2 separate regions of the Gossypium hirsutum genome follow, and region 1 is linked to region 2. The links are chromatin contacts, called in public Hi-C maps. All regions are on one chromosome and are shown on one strand. Each heading gives the region's core, a stretch centred on a gene start, on an enhancer-like site or on the middle of the called end of the contact. The rest is flanking DNA. Distances are from core to core; before and after follow the strand shown.

Region 1 (6,304 bases), core at 3,737-6,236, 730 kb before region 2:
ATGCACAAAACTGCAAATATAGCATCCATTAACCAACTAGATCACATCGCAATTCACGATTCACTATCATATCTAGTGAATCAGAAAAAATGTATTTCTTTTGGTTTTGAGAGAAGGGGGGAAAAAGGAGGGGCAGGGTGGGGGTTAAAGGATTTTGAAACGGAATGATTTGAGGAAATCTGTTGCAGCAACTAAAGAAGATATTCAGATAATTGCATTTTAATGTTCCTCAACTCTCACTAAAAAAAATTAGATTCAAGCTAAAATTTAAGTGCATCAACAAGATGCCACATCTACTAAAGGTGCACATGAAAAGGGAAAAAAAATTGCATAAAGAACGAAGGCCTCAATTATGAAGACAGGAAAAGAAACTATTAAAGCAATTACAAAATTGGAACTCTAGAGTTGATTAGAGTAAAACATAACACTACTCATGGTATCATCAATTCTATTAAAGGAAGAACGGGACACATCTTTCACGAAGTATATTATTTGGGGAAACAAACGCAAGCACACAAAGGAAGCCGAAGTACTATCTTTTGAACACCATTACTACGTTCCTCAAGCACCCTCTTCTTTTGCGCATCACAATGGAGAAGCCAAGTAAGATCTTTTCCTCCTCAGTGGCCCAGTGGGATATGATAATCATGAGGTAGAAAATAATAATTAAGGCAAGAATCAGTTACATCTAATGAAGAGCAATATTAGAACTATCCTTCAAAAAACAAGAATCAAAAGGATTTACCTTCCAACCAGAATCCTATTGCCATCTTCCCAAGATTGTAAAACAGGCAGTCGAGATTGATGTGCTTAGTTTGCTACTTGATCCAAGAATCCTAACAGAAAACTTGTCCACTACCTCTACAGCACCACCATGAACCCAATTAGCGTTTCCATTTATAGAAGGGCAGCAAGGCCTAATCGCTTTACTAGGGGCTCTCCCCATAGCCGATGCCTCTTCAGTGTTCAGAAACCGAGACCAACTGCATTCACGCCATACGTATGGCCATTACCAGAGATAATCTCAACAGAATGCAAAGCACCAGTTGGAATCTCCTCGGTCAATACCTCAACTTTGCTACCTTTCTGAATCTCGTTACCAATGAATCAGATGTGAATCCAAGAAAAAAAAGGAACATTAGGGAAATTGTCGTTGAAAATGGAAAATTTATTGATGGTTCACTTTTCCATAAGCCAATGATGAAATCTTCAAAAAAAAAAAAATCAATTTGAAGGGATTTTTTTTTTCCAATATGAACCTGAACCGGAAAATATTTACATAAATATATAAAACATGAAATCCACCCATGTTAAAATACAGAAGAACAAAATGTCCAAAAAAATGCAAAACAATAACCCCAAATTGCAGCACATGTAAAGCAGTAACTGAGACTTACCAATTGATAAGAACCTGCCTAGAATCAAAGGATATAACAATCTTTTCACATCAAACATCAGCCCATACAAGTCTTTCGAAGACTCGCCACGGTACATGATTAGGGAAAACAGACAATGTCGCTGACAGCATGAATTCTCATCCATTGTACATGACATAAACTGAACCACTTGTTTCAGTACATGTCTGCATTCAGAAGTGAATAAGAACCTGATATATGATTATAGAAACAGACACTTATCCTCAACAAGCCTTCCAATGCTCAGACCGTGTACATGATCACAGGAAAAGTCCATGTTATCCATAACATAGATTCACACCACTGCACATTATTAGGGGTTAAGTACTAACGAATAAGTGACCAGAAAATAGGTTGAAGTGGAGGGTTAGTCCAACCGCTTCCGGCCAATGCTAACTGAAAATAGATTTACACATAACATGTACCATATTAATGTTGAATCAATATTAAATGTAGTCTAACTTTTAAAAGTACATTCGGATGGTGTTTAAAATACAATCAATATTAATATTTCTTGATCAGTTCATGGCTAAATGCCAGTTGTTGGACCAAACAAGTCACCAACTACCAGTTCAATCATCCAGTTTGGTTCTTCATTCATTGATGCTAACACAAGGATTTTTTTCATGCAAATAGAACAAAGAGTTGAATCATTATAATTAAAACCTAAAAGAGATTAAATTATTGAACTAATTTATTCTTTACCAGTTAAATGCCACTTATTGGACCAAACAAGTCACCAATTACCAGTTCAACCATACAGTTTGGTTCTTTATTCATTGATGCTAACACAAGGATTTTTCATGCAAATTTCATTAAGATTGAAAACAAATAATATCATGCAAGGACAAAATAACTCCTACATCACATGGGAAGATTTTTGAACCTGGTGTCCCGAATGGATATACATGCATCCATCTAACAAAATCAAGCAACCACCTATGAAGTTAGAACAGCTTTTGATCAAATGTCATAAATCATCATTTACGAACTTGTTTACATTGAGAAAGTAATAATGAAGACCGAAAAAGGCCAAAGTTGATTTTTTTAGAGTCACGAGATGATCAAATATTCTGGTCAATACTCGAGCATTTAAGGTTACTAGTCTGTGCACAAAAGAGGGGAGGGAGAGTGTCATTAATCATCCTACTTAAAACGTTCATTATTATACATACATTCTGGAGACGCAAAAGCTTTCCAACTATTATAGTTGTCCATTTCTTAAGATTATGGATTTTTTTTTTCCATATCATGTATTTTTCTTTCCAGACGTGTCACTGCAATATCAATTTACATAGTAACTGTAGGGCATCTGCAATGAGGAAGACAATGACCTATAACAATACTGCCATATATGAAGTCAAAATTTGAAAAATAATTTTAGAAATGATTCATACCAACAGCAGGGCATAAGAGTTCGTTTAGGAATAAACCATGGCTGTTGCCCCTTGGTCAACTGCAAGAGATGACAAACTCAACCAATCATGGCTCTAGAAGCAAGGTATGGATGCCTCCAACATTGGCCATGAGATATTCTGAGAAAGCATCAAGATATTTCTCAACATTAATTCCATATACTGCCGAAATAATGCATGTATAACATTTGTATCCATCATCATGAGATGAAATAGAACAGTTTCACATGAATAAAACTGCAAATATACAAAATACCAGCTAGATTCCATAAACCGGCGTATAACATATCAGAATTCACAATACCCTATCTAGTGAATCAAGAAAAAGGTCTGTCTTTTGGTTTTTTCTTCTTTTTCTCTTGGGGGGGAGGTGTAAAGCAATGCATTTAAAACAGTATGTACTCAAATTCATTTAGGGAATCCTTTACACCAATAAAAGAAAGTAATTAATGTAATTCAAATCTTTGCATATTAATGTTTCTCAACAGTTTCACTAAAGAAAATTATATTTTCCTGTGTTGAAATTTAAGTGCATGAACAATATGTCACATCTACAAAAGGTTATAATGAAAAGAAAGGAAAAAATTTACGTAAAGAAAAAAGCTTCAATCATGGAGGTAGGAGAAAAAACTATTAAAGCAATTACAAAATTGAAAGGTATCTTTACAATTATCTGCACCATTGGAGTAAACATAACACCAAGATTACCATGTATGAAAGGAATTCTTCCAATCTAGTAACAGCTAATAAAAAGCCTATTATTGTTATCTCTCAACTTTCTTAGCTCCATCAAATGTTCATCATTTGAAATATTAAGAGTACGTCGTAAATTTGTCACCTTTTCTTCTTCATCCCAAGTCAAAGGCCCAGAAGCATGCAATGCCCCTAGAGCTTTCTGATAGGCATGCAGTTCAGACCTATGGAAGTCATACCCCAATTCCACACTAGTGGAAACATAACTTCCTTCTTCTTGACAACTCACTTCTGGTTTAGAGTCAGCATCACTTCGACAATCCTCCTCTAAGTTTTCACAAGCGTTAGTTACAAAATTAGACAAATTAAGACCGTTATTCCCTAAACCACTACAACTACCAACAGAGGAGGCACAACTCATGGTATCATCAATTCTATTAAAGGAAGAAGGCATACATCTTTCACCCAGCATATTATTTGGGGAATCAAATGCATCTACCTTTTCAGAGGCAGGCGAAGGAAGCCGAATTATTATTCTTTGAACACCATTACTACCTTTCTCCAACACCCTCTTCTTTTGAGCACCAATATATGAGAAGCCAAGCGAAGATCTTTTCCTTTTCTGCGGCCCAGTGGAATTTGATGAACCCTGAGGTAGAACATAATAATTAAGGTAAGAATCAATTAACGTATAAAAAAAATGAAGAGAAATATTAAATTATCGTTTAGAAAAAGAATCGAAAGGATTTACCTTTCCAACGAGGAACCAATAGCCATCTTCCCAAGACTGCCGAATACGCAATCGAGATTGATGCGCTTTGAGTTCGCTACTCGACCCAAGAATCCTAACGGAAAAGTTGTTTCCACCGAGAACCTTAACAATCACCGCCGGTTTCCAGGACAAGTCATCGAACACCTCTACGATATCACCAGAAACCCAATTATTGTTCCCGTTCATAGGAGGAGGGCAAGGCCTAATCGCTTTCCTAGGGACTCTTTCCACCGCTGCCGCCTCGCCAGTGATCGGAAACCAACCGTACTTCACACTATATGTATGGCCGTTGCCCGAGATAATCTCAGCACAACGCCATGCCCCGGTTGGAACCTCCTCCTTGGTCAATACCTCAACTTTGCTACCTTTCTTGAATCTCATGATGATAATCAGATTTGAATCGATGAAAAAAAAAGACGAAAATGGAATTGATGAAGGGAAAATATTGTGGAAAATGGAAAATTTTAGTAATAAGGCGTTGAATTGGGAATTAAATAAAGGGGCTACGGATTTCTTAGATGGATTAGAAAAAGTTGTTGATGATCGAAGGGTTGAATGAGCGAGTGGAATGATCTGACGGTGAGGACGAGAGTGGATTGGGCGTTAGGTTAGGCGGTTAAGAGTACTAAAGAAGGAAGAAGTTTCCTTGCCGGTTCGGTTACATCTTAGAATTAATTTAAAACCAAAATATTATTATTGGACTTGGACTACCTTGTCTTTTATTTGGTTTTTGGCCACCTTTAATCAATATTAGTTATTAATTTTACCAAGTCAAAATTGTCTGCATTTGAAAAATAAAAGTTCTCCCCCAAGAAATCTAAGATTAATTATTTAAAAACTAAAATAGTAAAATTAAATAACAAAAAATTTATTATTTAATTATTTAATGTGTTTAATAATGTTTTTCTTGTAAAGAATGTTGACTATTCGAAGGTGTCAAGCTCAGTGAATGTTTTAAAAGAGTTTTTATACATTTATTTAGTTTTTTTTTTTGCAAATATAACTGATATTCTATTAAAACGTTGGCCCGAGGTGATAATATCCAAAAACAATAAAGAAAAATTGAAACAGCAAAATTTAAAGTAAACAAAAGCACACAAGAAAAAAACAACGACAAAAACACCTAGGAAAACCGTCCACAAAAGTAAAACCACCCCGCACCAAAAACGAAGAGCCAACAAAAATATCAGACGAAATGGCTTCCTGAAACCACACAATTGTTCTCGAAACTTGGTCAAATAGAAAAAGCTTCTTTGAAAACCACCCATGAAGAACCTTCAGCACAATCTCCCTCTTCAAAGAATACTCAAAAATCCCTTATCCTCTGTGAACCCAATCTTCCCAATCCTTCTCCATAACTTTTCGAATCGATTCTGAAGGATCGTGAAACCAAAAACAAGCAACCTGTCGTCAGCGACCTTCCAAAGCCAGAATGTGTGCTGCACTATTAGCCGTCCTCGACACAAACAGGTACAAAACATTCTCAAACTGTTGCCTCATAACTCGGATATTATTAATGATGGGTCTAAGAAGCAATCTATCCTCTTCCACAGAGTTCAGTTTCTTAATAGTAGTCAGAGAGTCACCTTCCAACAGGATCCTCGTCCACCCCAACTCAGCCGCAAAAAGCATTGCTCTCTCGCACGCTCTCGCTTCCGCCACCACCGCGTCCACCACATCACTAGAAGGGTAAGTACACGTATACCTTTATTTAGTTTTGAAATAAAGAAAAACCTCTTAATCCTACTCTCCAAATCTTATTAACTCTACAACACTAATGGATCATTGAGGTAATCATTAGTGATCCAAGCTTATCTCCTTTTAAACATTTATGACCTTAACTCAATTTAACCTTAAAGCAAAATGCTAGTTGTTCCCTTCATAAGTTTCAAGTTTTCTTAACATAAGCACACACATGTCTTAGGAATTTGAATTCCTATTGATCACACTCACCACAGCTCACAACCTTTTACATATGCATGACACGTTTCACCCCATTTTGAATTTAT
Region 2 (6,241 bases), core at 3,698-6,197:
GCTATCTAAAATTTACATCTTTGGTAAAATGACCATTTTGCCCCTAGACTTTAGCAAAATGACCATTTTACCCCCATGCTCAAAATTTGATTTTTATCAAATTTCTTCGTATTTCAAGCCTAGATAAACTCTTTTTACTACTAGAGCAACCCAAAATTCTCACTATTTCACACACTTATTACTTAATTTGCATCTTATGCAAAATAGTCCCTTTAGGTGTTTTCATGCTAACACCCTTCATAAAAGTTGTTTATAACACAGCTAAGACTCATATTCCTCCATAAAAACTCAGCATATACCACAAGTACATTCATGGAAAAATCCTAAACTCTTGACCATTTTGTAAGATATCACCATCATTTGAAAGCTCATGCTTCAAGGGTCTCAAAAGTGTAAAAATCTTGAAGAAAACTAATTAAAATCACTTACTTATGAGTGCTTTAAGTTGCTGCAGATTTTTGAGCTTTCAAACCTCAATATTTGATGATAATTTCGATGAAGAAAGAAGTTGGAGAAGAAGAAAATGATAGCTAGGCTTTTAGGCATTATTTTATCACCAAATCATGACATCATCTACCTAATACTTTGACTATTTGTTTAAAATCCATCACATGGCTGGCTAACACTATTAAAAAGGGTGTAATTGCCCTTTAAAGCCCTCAATTTTGATTTTCTAGCTATTTAACACATTTGGGTACTAAAATGTAATTTTTTCCCTTTTTGCGATTTAGTCCTTTTTCGCAATTGGGCTTGAAATATTAAAATTAACTCACCAAATTTTTCATGCACTAATATAATCATGTTATAACCTCATAAAAATAATAAAAATAATTTTTTATCTTCGGATTTGTGGTCCCGAGACCACTGTTCTAACTAGGCCCTAAATCGGGTTGTTACAACTCATGTATTAAACCTTAATACCACATAATTACACTTAACTTATGGCCGAATATACTTCACAATTACTCACAAATTCAAACTAACATCATATATATATTTGTATCACATAACAAATAATCAGCTTACCTTATTTTCAAGGAAACAACAAGCTAACTCATACCTGATCATTTAGCTCGTTTAATGTGTTCCATTACCACATCAGCATAAGGTCTTTTAGGCATAAACTTATAATAATTCACCGGCATAAACTTATAATAATTCACCGGCAATAAGCCTGCTAGGCATAAGCCTGATTTAATTCACCAGCACAAGGCTTGCTAGGCTCAAAGCCCGAATATCACTATTATAAAGTTGTCTTATAAACAATTCATATATCAAAAATTCCAGATATTCCATATAGTTCGTACGGACTTTTAACTGTTATAACTCAGTCGAAACGAATGCATGAACATAGTTACCATGCTTATACACATTCGACATTAGCATATATTAATTCATATATTTCATTTCAGCATATATACTTTGCATTTAATTAAAATTAAGTACGTCTATTTGCTTATAAACTTACCTCGGACAATGAAAAATCGGTACGAATCGGCTAGTCGACAACTTTAGTTTTCCCCCGATCTAAATCTAATTTTCTCTTTTCTTGATCTAAATTAATATAAATTAAACTTATTAAATCAAATATTCAACCAAATTCATCCTAAAACACACAAATGAGAAAATTACACTTTTACCCTGATATTTCACATTGTTCACAATTTAGTCCCTATTGCATAAAACACAAAATATGCAAAATCTCACAACAAAATAGTTAGGCCGAATTTTCCTTATACTCATAATAGTACATATATTTAATTTATTTCACATTTTAGTCCCTCAATTTATTATTTTTTCAAGTCCTAATTACTCAAAATCATCAAAAACTCCAATACAAAACATGCTAATCTAAAATATATATTTCATATTTCATCATTAAACAACAAAAATCACAAGCTCTCATCAATGGCATAACTCAAAATATTTATCAAAATAAAAAATTTAAGCATGGGTCAGATAGTACTCGAAGCAACGATCTCAAAAACGTAAAAATTATCAAAAATCGAGTCTAAAATGACTTACCAATTTAACATGCAATTGCCGAACCTCATTTTGCAACCATTGATGTTTTTCTTTTCTTACATTTGGCTATATGAAGGAAAATGGACTAAAATCATGGTTTTTGGTTTTATTTAATGTATCATTTACTTGCCATTTACCTTTTTAACCTTTAAAATAATGCATAATTTCCTTCATGCCAAACCAATAACATCCACTAACATATTAATGGTATAATTGTCATTTAAGGCCATCATATTTAAAATCCAAAGCCAATTGACACCTTTAATAAATAGAATGTAACTTTTGCATTTTTACGCGATTAAGTCCTTTTTACCGAATTAACAACTTAAACGATAAAATTTCTTTACGAAAATTTCACAAAACTATAATATCATGCTGTAAATATTAAAATAATAATAAAATAAATTTTTTGATGTCGGTTTGTGGTCTCAAAACCACTGTTCTGATTAACCCTAAAAACAAGCTGTTACACCCCTAACTTTTTAGAAATTTACATAGCACCCCCTTTAAAATGAACTTTATTACATTAAACCCCTTTAAATTTTATATTTTCCCTCTCTCCCTAGACCCAAAAAAAACACCAACCGCTTTTAAAGTTTAATATATATATTTACCTCTTCAAAAATATCTTTTTTTAGAAGTTTCAAAATTTTAAAACTTTCAAAGGAAGCTACAATAAAAAAAATCATCAATTTCTTTTTAAATAAATAACAACTAAAGAAAAAAAAATTACCCATAAAATTAAAAAAAAAATCCTAGAACAAACTTAAAAAAGAAAAAGAAAAAAGAGTAGTGGAAGAAAGCAATTAACAAATTGTAAGAGAAGAAGAAGAAGAAGAAGAAGAAAATTTGTCAACATACAACTTTGAGATGTTGCATTTGAGATCTCAATTAGAACACTTTGAGCTTGATATTCGTCAACATACAAATTTGTAGAATTTGTCCTTAATTCTTGTATTATGCCAAGAGTTTATGAAGACAAGAAAGTTAGTCATTTACTCACTTGTTGATAAATTAATTTGACTTTTGTTTCTCTTCCTATTTTAACTACCACTATTGAGTTTCATTTTCTGCTATAAAGATTGTGAAAACAAAACTTGAAAATAAAATAGAGGATGATTATTTGGGAAGTTACTTGATCATATATATTGAAAAAGAAATTGTATAGAACTTTGATGATGATTCAATTATAAATGATTTTTGTGACATGAAAGAAAGGAGATTACAATTTAAAAAGCCCAACTTGTTTAGATAGGTGAATGATTTCTCCTTTTTTTTTATATCATATGGTTTCTATATGCAAAAATTATATTTTAATTTTGGTTTTTTTTTTCAAATAGTAGAAAAGCATACTAATTTTTGGATTTTGATATGTTAGGTATTATTTATTAAAAATTGGAAGCACAATGCAATTATCATTTTATTCATATTTCAAATCATATATATCTATATTTTAATTATTAAATAATTATACATAAAAATTAATATAAAAAAAAATGTAGTTGAGAATGCTAATACAAATTTGTCCCCTTAAATTGTATTTTTGAACGAAGTGACTCAACATATTAGATACCCATGTTAAATAAGGAAGGGTAAAAAAGACTAACCATTTTCAGACATGAAATTATTGAGAATCGGGACTAGTAGGTTTGATGACTTCGGGGAGTTCTTTGATTAGAAAGAATTATCTTGATTGGTTTGATTCATACTCCACGGAAGTAGAGGGGATCGTAGTGAAGGAGGTTGATTCACAGTCTTCACCCGATATGCTACTTAGTGGATCCTGGTAGCCAAATAGAGAGTTCAACTGTAGGTAGGGAAATATCAAATACAAAAACCTCAACATTTCCTTACACAAACCAAACAAATTGCACCCAGTTCACGCAATTCATCGAACAACTGGCACATCTCATTCGACTGCCCGTTCCTCCCATAAAACTCAATCAACGCAATCAAAATTACATTATCCGAATGAAACCCATGTTTCATAACAATGGCATCAAAGCAGCATCCCATCCTCAACTTCCCTAAAACCGAACAAGCCTTGATCACAGCAGATAGAGTGAACCTACTAGGCTCAGCTCCTAACCTCAGTAATTCAAAAAACAGTTGAAGTGAACTCTCTGGTCTTCCCACTTTAATATACTCCGAAACCATCAAAATACACGAATTATCTTATTTTACAAGCACCAAATCAAAAACTCTCCGAGTTTCTCTAAAATCAGTACACAGCTTAAAGTAGAGAACAAATAAATTGATATCTATAGAACGATCCATGTGGTGAGCAGATTTAAGATGGGCCGTGAGGAAAAGATTGAAGGTATGTGCATGCTTTCAAGAGGCAAGAGTACAGTAAAGGTTTAGGGAAGAGGGTGTTTGGGTTTGGGGGGTTTTAGGAGATGGATTGCAAGGAAAAGATTATCCGGCCTGCACAATTGGAGGATTTGGGATACGACAACAGCTTCATCTCTACTCAACTATGGCAAATCCATCGAGTTAACAAAAAAAACTTGTTGAACTTTATAATTAAAAAAAAAATCAGCTCAGAGTTTTGATCCTATACAACTTTTATCCGGTATTCGAGAGTTTATAATGATATATACAAGCAACTGTTGAGTTGAGTTGATGCAAAAAAAAAAAAAATTGGGGAGTGAGTCATTGCTAGTAATATCCAAATTCTAAAGGAGATTGAATAAGCTGTTTGGAAAATGAAAATGGACTTTTTATGCCTTATTGTAAAATCGGGCTGAGATTTGGAGGGGAAGAAAGGATGAGGAAGAAAAAAAATGATAAGACGGTGGGGCTCACAGTTTTAATTTATTATTTTAAAATCCACGCTATTTATGGTTTAATAGCATAGTGATTAAAATAAACCATTTTATTGGTTTACTAGTAATTAAAAATTTTCTTTTAAAGAACCTCAGGGTCACGACGACTCAGGAGCCGACAAAACTAATAAAAGCAACCAAGAAAAAAAGGGCTCTCCGCATCAGAAATCCTTTTTTAACATCAAAAATTTCAATCATAGATTCTTAATTAAGATTCTCGTCTTAGCTAATTGAGTAAAACTTACACCGCCTTTCGTAAATTTTTTAAACTATTTTATTTTATTTTCTTTTTTTTTTTAAACACGTACGTGAAAATTTCGTATTTGATCCAGGAGTTCTCTTCCTCACTAAATCCTCCTGTTCTCAATCATCCGCTGCTGCCAAGGTACTTTTCCAAATCTAGGGTTTCCTTTTCCCTATTTTCTTTATGTTGTTATAATTTAATTTATTAATCCAATTATTTTTGCAGTTTTTGATGTGTCGATATTAGCTTATTTAATCAGAGGCTGTGATTATATCTTCTTCACGCTTATCTGAGAGTTAAATCTTAGTTTTATTGATTCGAGGTAAGCTAGTCTCCTTGAAATAATATTTACTCTTTTGTTACTGTTTTGTTTATTTATTATGCTTGAGTTGGAATTTAAATAGATTTTGCTCTTTATTTTCAGTTTTCTTTATATTGTTATTGTTCTATTTAGTATAATTATAAGGCTGTGGAAGGAACTAGGCCAATTTTTAGGTAGCATTTTTAGGCGATATCCTGATGCTGAATTTTGTACCTCGCATGCTGAATTATTCATGCGTTTGATAGATTTTCGATCTCAGGCTGCAAAAAAAAAAAAAAGGAAGTTGCTTTGGTTTCTGATGCATTAATGAACATGGTTAATCTAGTTATGGAATTGTATTCAGGCTTTGAAGTAAAAAGTTCTTGGATTTGATAGTTGGATTACAATATTTGAGTAGCTTTTAGACTTTGTTGGAAAAGTGAGCTTCTTGAGAGTTGAGACCTAAAGCCACTTTTTCTGTTTCCGCCCCCCCTTCAGAACTGGATTATACAGTGTTGTCGTTAACTGGTTTTGTTATTTGTTTCAGTATACTGTGATGGCAGACCTAAAAGAGCGTTTGCTTCCACCGAAACCTCAATCGGCTATCAACATTAGAGATGCTTCCTATCGGCCATCTGCCTCTGGACGCCAGCCTTTCCAAGGCATGGATTTATCGGGGTTAAAGAAGCGGGGCCAAGGACTCAGATCTTGGATCCGTGTTGATACATCTGGGAATTCGCAAATAATCGAGGTTGACAAGTTCACTATGATGCGTCGATGTGATCTACCAGCCCGAGACCTACGGCTTCTTGACCCATTGTTTGTTTACCCCTCGACAATCCT

What was found. Hi-C and Micro-C count contacts between places; a contact is called where the count stands out from the background.
Region 1: a Hi-C map of leaf shows a contact between it and region 2, with 2.3 times the contacts expected there. The contact joins the promoter of LOC107937083 here to the promoter of LOC107961779 in region 2. A contact is called at or near these places in 3 of 34 Hi-C or Micro-C datasets (all in leaf).

The regions. Positions count from the first base shown.
Region 1 is chrA06:61,770,566-61,776,869 of Gossypium_hirsutum_v2.1, reverse strand. LOC107937083 reads right to left here and starts at 4,986. Exons shown (of 2, transcript XM_016869895.2): 1 at 4,275-4,986; 2 at 327-4,172. The coding sequence starts at 4,676. The coding sequence ends at 3,564. LOC121230243 (a long non-coding RNA gene) reads left to right here and starts at 5,473. Exons shown (of 3, transcript XR_005928193.1): 1 at 5,473-5,765; 2 at 5,849-5,984.
Region 2 is chrA06:61,036,841-61,043,081 of Gossypium_hirsutum_v2.1, reverse strand. LOC107961779 (magnesium transporter MRS2-1) reads left to right here and starts at 4,947. Exons shown (of 8, transcript XM_016897908.2): 1 at 4,947-5,087; 2 at 5,186-5,238; 3 at 5,323-5,419; 4 at 5,946-6,241. The coding sequence starts at 5,955.